Regions from separate parts of the Cricetulus griseus genome. Here region 2 is linked to region 1. Evidence: chromatin contacts called from public Hi-C data. All regions are on one chromosome and are shown on one strand. The core of a region is the stretch at or near the end of the contact, and the rest is flanking DNA. Distances in the headings are between cores, read along the strand shown. Region 1 holds the start of Carhsp1 (calcium-regulated heat-stable protein 1). Region 2 has its middle 36 kb from the start of Mettl22.

Region 1 (3,757 bases), core at 730-3,229:
GAGTCCAAGGCCAAGTGGACCCTGTTCTCCACCAAGCCTATTCCTGAATTCCTCCTCCTAACATTCTGCTCCATCCTCCCAGTTGTGTGTCCCCCACCACTCCCAGCCTGACTCTCCCATCCTCTCATAGACCCATTAGTTCCCTGCCTCGGTTTGGACAGGGACTGAGCAGCATCCAGTAGCTCAAAGCTGTAGACAGTGCCAGCCACAATGCAGAGCAGGTAAGCTTAATCAATAATAGTGGCCCCCATGGTGTGCATGGTCCCACAGCTGCCAGATATGGGGCACAAACCAAATTCTTGCCCTAGCACTCAGTAGGACAAAGAAAGCAAATTCCCCCTAACCCCAGACTGGGCCTAACAGCTTACTCAGATCCCAACACAGCAAAGATTATGTTCTCACACTGGGGGATCAGACAAGCAGAGGGTGTAAGGGCACATGGTGGCATTCAAGTTGCCACCCAAGAGGAGATGTTGGAGGGCTGCCAGATTCTGAGGAGCCCCATCCCAGAGCAGGGGATGGCTGAGCTGAGGCTTAAAGGACCACTTAGGGACAGTGCACAGAGTCACAAAGCATCTAGAGAGAGGGTCCTGTTGAAAAGTTTGAGTCTGACAGGACAAAGAATGGGAACATGGGACAATTTTAAACAGATTTGTGGATTATTTTTAAACACTGTTTTTGTTTAACTGGTTTGGTGTTTTGAGGGAGGGTCTTGCTATATGGACAGTTCTTTCTGCCTTAGTCTCCCAAATGCTAGGAATGAATTACAGGTGTAAGCATTTATAGCTGGCCTTGAACTCGTTGAGGAGCCAAGGATAACCCTGAACTCCTGAATCCTACTTTTCCACCTCCCTGGTGTGGTACTGCAAACATAACCCATCACTACCGATTCTTTTTCACACTCTCCCTCTGGCTTCAGCTTGGAGAACAAACTAAAGGCAGCAAGACTTGGCCATGGGCAAAGGATAGCAGAATAGCCAGGAGGAATAAAAAGTAGCTCCTATTTCTCCGGGCACTTGGGCTAGCCAGCTCCTTCTATTCCCATACACACCCTTTCTGGAGGCTCCCGGAATACATAAAAAAAAAATAGTCTTCTATTTTGCAAAGAGGCACCTCCACCTCTCAGAACGCAGACCCTGCAGGAGAGAGCTGATCTACAGTTCATCCCGCACAGACCTAAATTGCAACCCCAGAAAAGCTGTGGGCTCACAGCCTTGCTTTTTAAATAAAAATCAAAACCTAGCCTCGTATTTCCGGCCTGTAAGGGCCGCCGCCAGCGAGGGTGAAGTTTTCCTCTGCTCCCTAGCCCCCGCCCCCCATCCCGGCGCAAACATCGAGCGAGCGCGCCCAGCAGCTCTTCCACCCCAGAAGAAGCCAACCGCGAGGGGCCAGGGAGGCTCCCCCTCTCCCGTCCTGGCTACTGTCCCGCCGCCCAGCAAGCAGCTGGCCAGGCCCGGCCCTTCGGGGACCGCTCCGCCTCCAGCTATCAGTGAGTCCCCAGCACCTCCAGCCCGCCAGAAAGCACAGGGGAGGGAGCGCCGCCCACGCACAAAACAGGTGGCCTAGCGGTACCACCCGAAGTCCCGCAGGGATATCTCCTACCGCGGTCACACCTACCCGCGTCCCCTTAGGGAGGGTGAGTAATCCGCGCTCCCCAAACTGGCCTGGGCGACTGGGGCAGATCCTGGGAGGGACCCAGCGCTGAGCTGGAGAGCCGTAAGGTCCCGCAGTGGGGGAACAGGAGAGCAGAGCAAACCTCGGCCCCTTCCCCGCAGCTCCCGGGGATCCCGTGCTCCACCACGCCCTTCCCTTGAGTCCCGGGAACAGCCGCTTACCTGGCGACACGTTCGACTCGTCCAGCAGCTGGGCTCAGACTACAAGAAGAGAGCTGGGCGGGGGCGTGGCCTCCGGGCTGGGCGGGATATGTGACCACGCCCCCCGTGGCTCCTGGCCAATGGACGCGCGGCCCGGAACGCGGGACTGGGCCAGCTGGGAGGGAGACCAGCCCGGCGCAGCTGCTGCGGCGGGACCTTTGTGTTGACGCCCTGTGGGCGCGAGCAAGAGATGCGTGCCGGAGACTCAGCCTAGGGGTAGGAGGTGTCCTCCCCACGCGGGGCTGCGGACGCCCAATGTCCGAAAGTAGCACAATCGGGTCTCCGCGTACCGTGCCTGTCCCTCCCCAGCACAAGCCAGCCCTACCTGCCCTTGACTCGAGATAAGCGGAGCGCCTGGGTTTTTGTAGGAACTAGGAGATAAAATGAAAGGCTAGAGACAGAAAGAAACATCAAATCAAGGGAAGGGAAGCTGTTGTTGTGTTCTTTTTCTATTGGCTAATTCATTCTCGGTTGACTGATTTTTGAGGCAGGCTGATGGCCTCAGTCTCCCTAATGGATTTGGAGTGGGGTGCCGGCACTAACCCCAGCTGTTTTTAGTTTTCTTTTCTATTGAGTTTCACTTCACACCTTTTATCTGTGGAGGTAAAGGGTGTTGCTTCCAATTTGCAGAAGAGGAAACAGGCACAGAGACGTTCTGTGATCTATCTCCACAGCCAAAATGGAGAGCAGGCTCTCCTCCTGACCTAGGGTCAGATTCATATTTGCAAGGCATGGGAGAGAGGTGCCCTATAGGTGTGGTGGTCAGAAGGCTCCAGGAGTCCAGGTGAGATTTTGTCCCTGCTGGCATGCTGAACCATCCAGAAAACTAACAAAGCCAATGGCTCAGATCAGAAGGGCTCTGGCTCTCATCTGGCGGTGGGACTAGAAAATGGTACAGTCACCTTGGAAGAAGAAAAGGCAGATCTAATAGTTAAAACCCATGCCATTCCCAGGCATGTGCCCAAGAGAACTAAAGTCACACAAACTTAGCCATACACAGCTGTGTCAGTTTTTGTTATTTATTTTTGAGGCAGAGTCTTGTGTAGCCCAGTATGACAATTATGGTTGTCACCTTTACTGGATCTGCAATCACCTGACAAGCCTTTAGGCACATTTTTCTTGTTTAGGGAAATTGAAGTGAGAAGAGCCACCCCAGCTGTAGGCAGCAGCAGTAAAACCTTTTGCTTTGCCAGCTTGCTTTCCTGTCTCAATGGTAATTGCATCTACTCTGTTGCTGTTGCTGCTACCACCTCCTTCATTGACATCAGAACCTAGCATCTTCCACCTTACAATCTGGACCAAAGACCAGGCTCTCCTGAAACCCTCGAAATGTTGAATGCCAGGGTTGGTGTTCTGGTCTTCCTCTATTATCCTCCACCTTATTGTTTGCAGCAGGATCTCTCATTAATCCAGAATCTTGCCATTTCAGCAAGGCTAACTGGCCAGCAAGCTCTTGAGATTCACTTGTCTCAACCCCAGTACTGGGCTTGCAGTTATGTACAGCCACATCTGGCTATTATGTGGATACTGAGGATCCCACCCAGATCCTGTTACCTGCACTAAGCCATTTCTCCCCAGCCCTGTGATATTCTGGTCCATGTCACTTTATGTCAGGCTCTGTACCTGACATTGGAGATACGAAATGAGCACCCAGCTTGTGTCCATCCCAGAGGCCAGAGACTTGGATAAACACTAGGCAGGAGGTCCTGCAGAACACTAGACACTGTCATGGGGACATCCAAGGGGAACTTGACCTAAACTCATTTCTCCTTCCTCCCATCTTTCTCTCCTGTTTCCCTTTCTCACATGCTCATGGTTCAGCACTACCCTCTAGGGGATGTTTGAGGCACACAAAGTGTTGGGTGGGGGCTCTTCCCCCTAAG
Region 2 (4,197 bases), core at 1,130-3,629, 150 kb before region 1:
TACATTGTTAACAAACAACAGCAAAATAGCAACTTGAAAAACAGATAAAATTAGAATAATTCATAATTTCAATATGCAGAGACATCTACTTCTGCTAATGAGTATTATTTACTCATTCTGCCTCTCAACTATTTGTATCACTTTTGTCCAATATGATAGCTACTTATTTTGTGTTTGTGTTTATTTTTTTAAGTGGGAAGCAGGGGGTGATGGTTGAGACAGTCTCAGAGTCTCACATTATAGCTCATGCTGATCTACAATTTGATAAATTGCCCAAGCTGACCTTGGGCTCCTGAGTGTGGGATTGTAGGAATTATTCATTTTATGGAGTGGGCAGCTCATGTATCTCAGGTAGGCCTTGAACTTGATTTTAATCAAGGATAACCTTGGATTTCTGGTCCTCTGTCTCTGTTTTGTGAGTTCTGAGATTATAGGCATGAGCTGTAAGATTTATTTATTTTTATTTTTTGAGATAGGACCTCACTGGCTGTCCTGGAACTCACTTTGTAGACCAGGCTGGCCTGAACACACAGAGATCTGCCTGCCTCTGCCTCCTGAGTACTGGGATTAAAGGTGTGTGCAACTACCTCCTGGTTTAACCTATTTTTCTTTGGAAAGTATTCATTGGCCTTTTGCTTTCTTGGGGCAGGTCTTGAGCAATACAGGCATTATCAGCAGGTTTAGTTTTTAAGGAAAAATGCTAGATTTACAGCACAGCCTCCAGAAAATTTCTCAAAGTGACAGGATTAACATACCAAATCAGCTGCAGGGCCTTCTGGGTTCCCAAGGGACTGGGGATCAGGCCTTTCTTCATCTGCTCCTTTCAATTATTCTAGTCATTGTTTCTTTTTGGCTTCTCTTAGGGATTGCTTATTTGGAGGTATTTTACTTATCATCTACTTCATGTCTGTCTTGATCCCTTTATTTCTAAGCTTACAATCCATGACTAATATGAAGATGCTTGGGTTCATATAACTCAAATTAAGAGGGACCTCTAGATTCTATGAGAGTTGACTAGACCAGGACACAGTTGCCTGAGGCAAGCTTAGAGATGGTTAAATGTTTGTGTCTTTGATTTTACTGTCTGTTGCACCCTCTGTCCAAATAACTCCAGAAAGGTGTAGGACCATAAGAAATGAGCAAGCATGTGTCCTCATTCCATCACACTCAGAAGGAAAATAAATCCTCCCTCCCCTAAAAGGAAGGGGCAGGCATGGTGCTGCACCTTCCTTAATCCCAGCACTCTGGAAGTAGAAGCAGGAGAATCTCTATGAGTTTCTGTACTACATAGCAAATTCCAGGACAATGGGGGCAGGGAAGGGGGTGGATTAGCTGGGTATGGTGGCATATGCCTTTAATCCCAGCACTCGACAGAGGCAGACAGATCTCATGAGTTGTAGTCCAGAATGGTCTAAAAAAGTGGGTTCCAGGACAGACAGGGCTATGTAGAGAGACTCTGTCAAATAAATAAATGGAACAAGAAAGAAAAGGAGAAGGGGCAAGGAGATGGCCCAGCAATTAAGAGCTCATACTGCTCCTGCAAGATCCCTGAGTTCCATTCCCAGCACCCAATTCTGTCAGCTCACAACCACCTGTAACTACAGCTCCAAGGAATCCCAGGACATCCAACGGCCTCCTCCAGTACCCATACAGGCATAAACACAGATAGAAAAAGATGACTGAAATAAATCTTTATTTTTAACGAGAGATAAAGGTATGGGACTATCACATCTTCGTTTTAACTAGTTTTCACACTGAATTTTTCAGTTTTCTGAACGCATATCCATAAAAGAGGTACAACCAATACTATCTCACTTTATCATTAAGGAAACCGAGGAGGGGGGCCGGAAGAGACCAGCCCTGGGTCTGACTCATTGCCCTGCTGTGCACCACTGATGGACCAGAGGTGGCATGGAGGGCTGAGGGCACCACCGACAGGTGCTTCAGCACTCCCTCTGTTTCAGGGCCCCGGATTCTTAGGTTCCAGAGACCAGATGAAAAGCAAAGAAGAGGGAGGAGGGGGTGGGGCAGCTACATTCACCAGCAGCCCCAGGATCTTGAAACAGTGATGTGGGGTGGGGGTACGATGAAGATTCACCCTAATTCGTCTGCAATAGCCGCCCCCACCTGTAAGGAAACGACCCCTAACCTCCAACAGACTTGCCAGGGACCCTCCGGCTGCCTCTACCCCAGCCTCTTGCTCCGGCCCTCGCGACCCTCCTCCGAGACCCCCGGGCGCATCCTACCCTCCGAGGTCGGACTCTGCCCCCGCCCCGCCCTCTCCCTCCCCCCGGGGGCGGTGGCCCATGGCGAGCACTCCCATTGGTCATGGCGCAAGCAAGGGCTGGAGGCGGCGGTGCTGATTGGCCGGGGCGCCTCGGCGAAGCTTGGGAGCCTGGCGAGTCGCTGGGGGAAGCCGAGCAGACGCCAGGAGCAGCCCGGAGCGTCGGAAGGTGATCGCGCTATTCGGACCCGCGGATCGCAGCCTGTAGATCGCGGCCGGGGCCTGGAGGTAAGAGTGACGCGTCCAGGCGCGCGTGGCCGACCCTTCTGAGGGAAGCCCTGCACCTGGGAAGCCAGAGCTTGGCATTTTCTTCTACAATCTGGGCCCACCATCCAACCAGGACGCGGGCTCCTGCCCCGAAGAGAAAGGGTCTCCCACTCCCCAGGCCTCAGGAAGCAAGACAGCTTCTTGTAACCTTCAGAAATGGGGACGTTCGTCCTGGTCGCTGACTGGAGGAGAAAATCCCTCCCTTGTAAGCCTTGGAATAGAATGCCGCTTCGCCAAGTAGAGTCCTGCCTCCCAAGATATCTAGATCCTCTACCACCTCCTCCCATTCCCCGATAAACTAAGTTACGGTCTCTTGCTTCTCTCTCATTCCTGTCTCCTTGGGATGTTGAGGTCATAGCTCATATAGAAGGGTCCTGTCCCTCCCCGACTGTGAAAGTCTTGGAGAATAAGACCCTCCCTTCAACAAGGACATCGTGGGCCAAATCGCCTGCATGCCTACCCCAGAAACTAGGCTCTGGATTCTTAAGACAGATGAATTCTCTTCTATCCCTATGAAGACCCCTCCTCACCCCTAAGAGAGGCCACATGTCGCCTCTCCAGAAAAGGCTTTTAGGGCTTTTACCCCAAAACAGGCACTCATTCCCGGCCAAGTGGTCCATCCTCCAGAGTCTTTCCACCTAAATCCCACCCTATCAACACTGCTGCCCTCCCTCCTTTTCCACCTCCCTCCAGCTCCACTCCCCCCCACCTCAACCCCCACCCCGTCCCTCCTGATCATCCCTTCCACCTTCCTCAGCCCAGTGGCTAAAGACCAGAGAGGCTTCCTAAAACTGAGGCCCTTGAAACTATCCCAGGCCTAGGGCTCTTTTCAGGGGCCACCAAACTCTAAGAACACAGTTGGCCTCCCACTGCAGGAGCAGCAGGCACCCCTCTCCACCCCCACCCCCACCAACACAAAAATCAAGGACTGGTGCTCAGGGTTACCCTCCAGAGGCAGGTCTCTGCACTCTGGACAAAGAGGAATCAACATAGAGAAGGGCTGTTAGCCCACTCCAAGGGTCCCGATTGCTTCCTGGGCCTGCCCCATCAACTCCTGTGGCTATTGCCTGATGGAATTCCCTGGGCCTCAAGCCAAGAGAAGGATGTTGCTGGGTTTATCCATTGGTCTTCGGACAGTGTTGGCTCAGCTGTATGGCTCCCACACAATAGCCTGAGGAGGTTTGGTGGGGACAGATCAGGAGACAGGAAGCAAAGAATCTTGGCTTGTTCTCTGAATCTGGGCACGGTGATACAGGATAGGGAGAAATGTGTTTTCTGGAGGCCAGAGGTCAGCTCTGGGAGAGACTAATGACCCTGTCTGCAATCCTAACATGTAAAAGAGCATCTAGATTGAGACTGACCATTTGTTTGGCAGTTGAACAAACTGAGGCACAAAAAGAGAAAAGGACTTGCTCAAGGTCACCCAGCCGGTCACTGACAAAACCAGAGGAGCTCCTATAGGGTCCCTGGGCTCCCAACACTAGCTCCAGTCTTCATACATACCGTGGACTTTTCCAAGCACCATGTCCCCATGCATCGTAGGAAGCAGGAACACTGAGAAAGCCATCTCAGGAGCAGAGCTTGTAGAACGCCCGTCCCCATTTCACAGGCCCCTGGTGGAAGCCATCCCTGGGGTCTTATAGGTT

What was found. Hi-C and Micro-C count contacts between places; a contact is called where the count stands out from the background.
Region 2: a contact with region 1 is called in a Hi-C map of the CHO-K1 cell line, with 5 times the contacts expected there. The contact joins the enhancer-like site here to the promoter of Carhsp1 in region 1. A contact is called at or near these places in 6 of 8 Hi-C or Micro-C datasets (the CHK-Q cell line, the CHL-YN cell line, the CHO-K1 cell line and 2 more).

The regions. Positions count from the first base shown.
Region 1 is chr7:38,099,542-38,103,298 of CriGri-PICRH-1.0, reverse strand. It overlaps Carhsp1 (calcium-regulated heat-stable protein 1), which reads right to left and starts at 1,979. Exons shown (of 4, transcript XM_027423924.2): 1 at 1,836-1,979.
Region 2 is chr7:38,247,218-38,251,414 of CriGri-PICRH-1.0, reverse strand. No RefSeq gene overlaps it. Among named protein-coding and RNA genes, the nearest start is that of Mettl22, 36 kb to the left of the region's middle. Within about 2 kb of position 2,379, at least 4 of the 6 cell types and tissues checked have open chromatin away from gene starts, as enhancers often do. A contact at or near this core is called in fibroblasts, where this site is marked.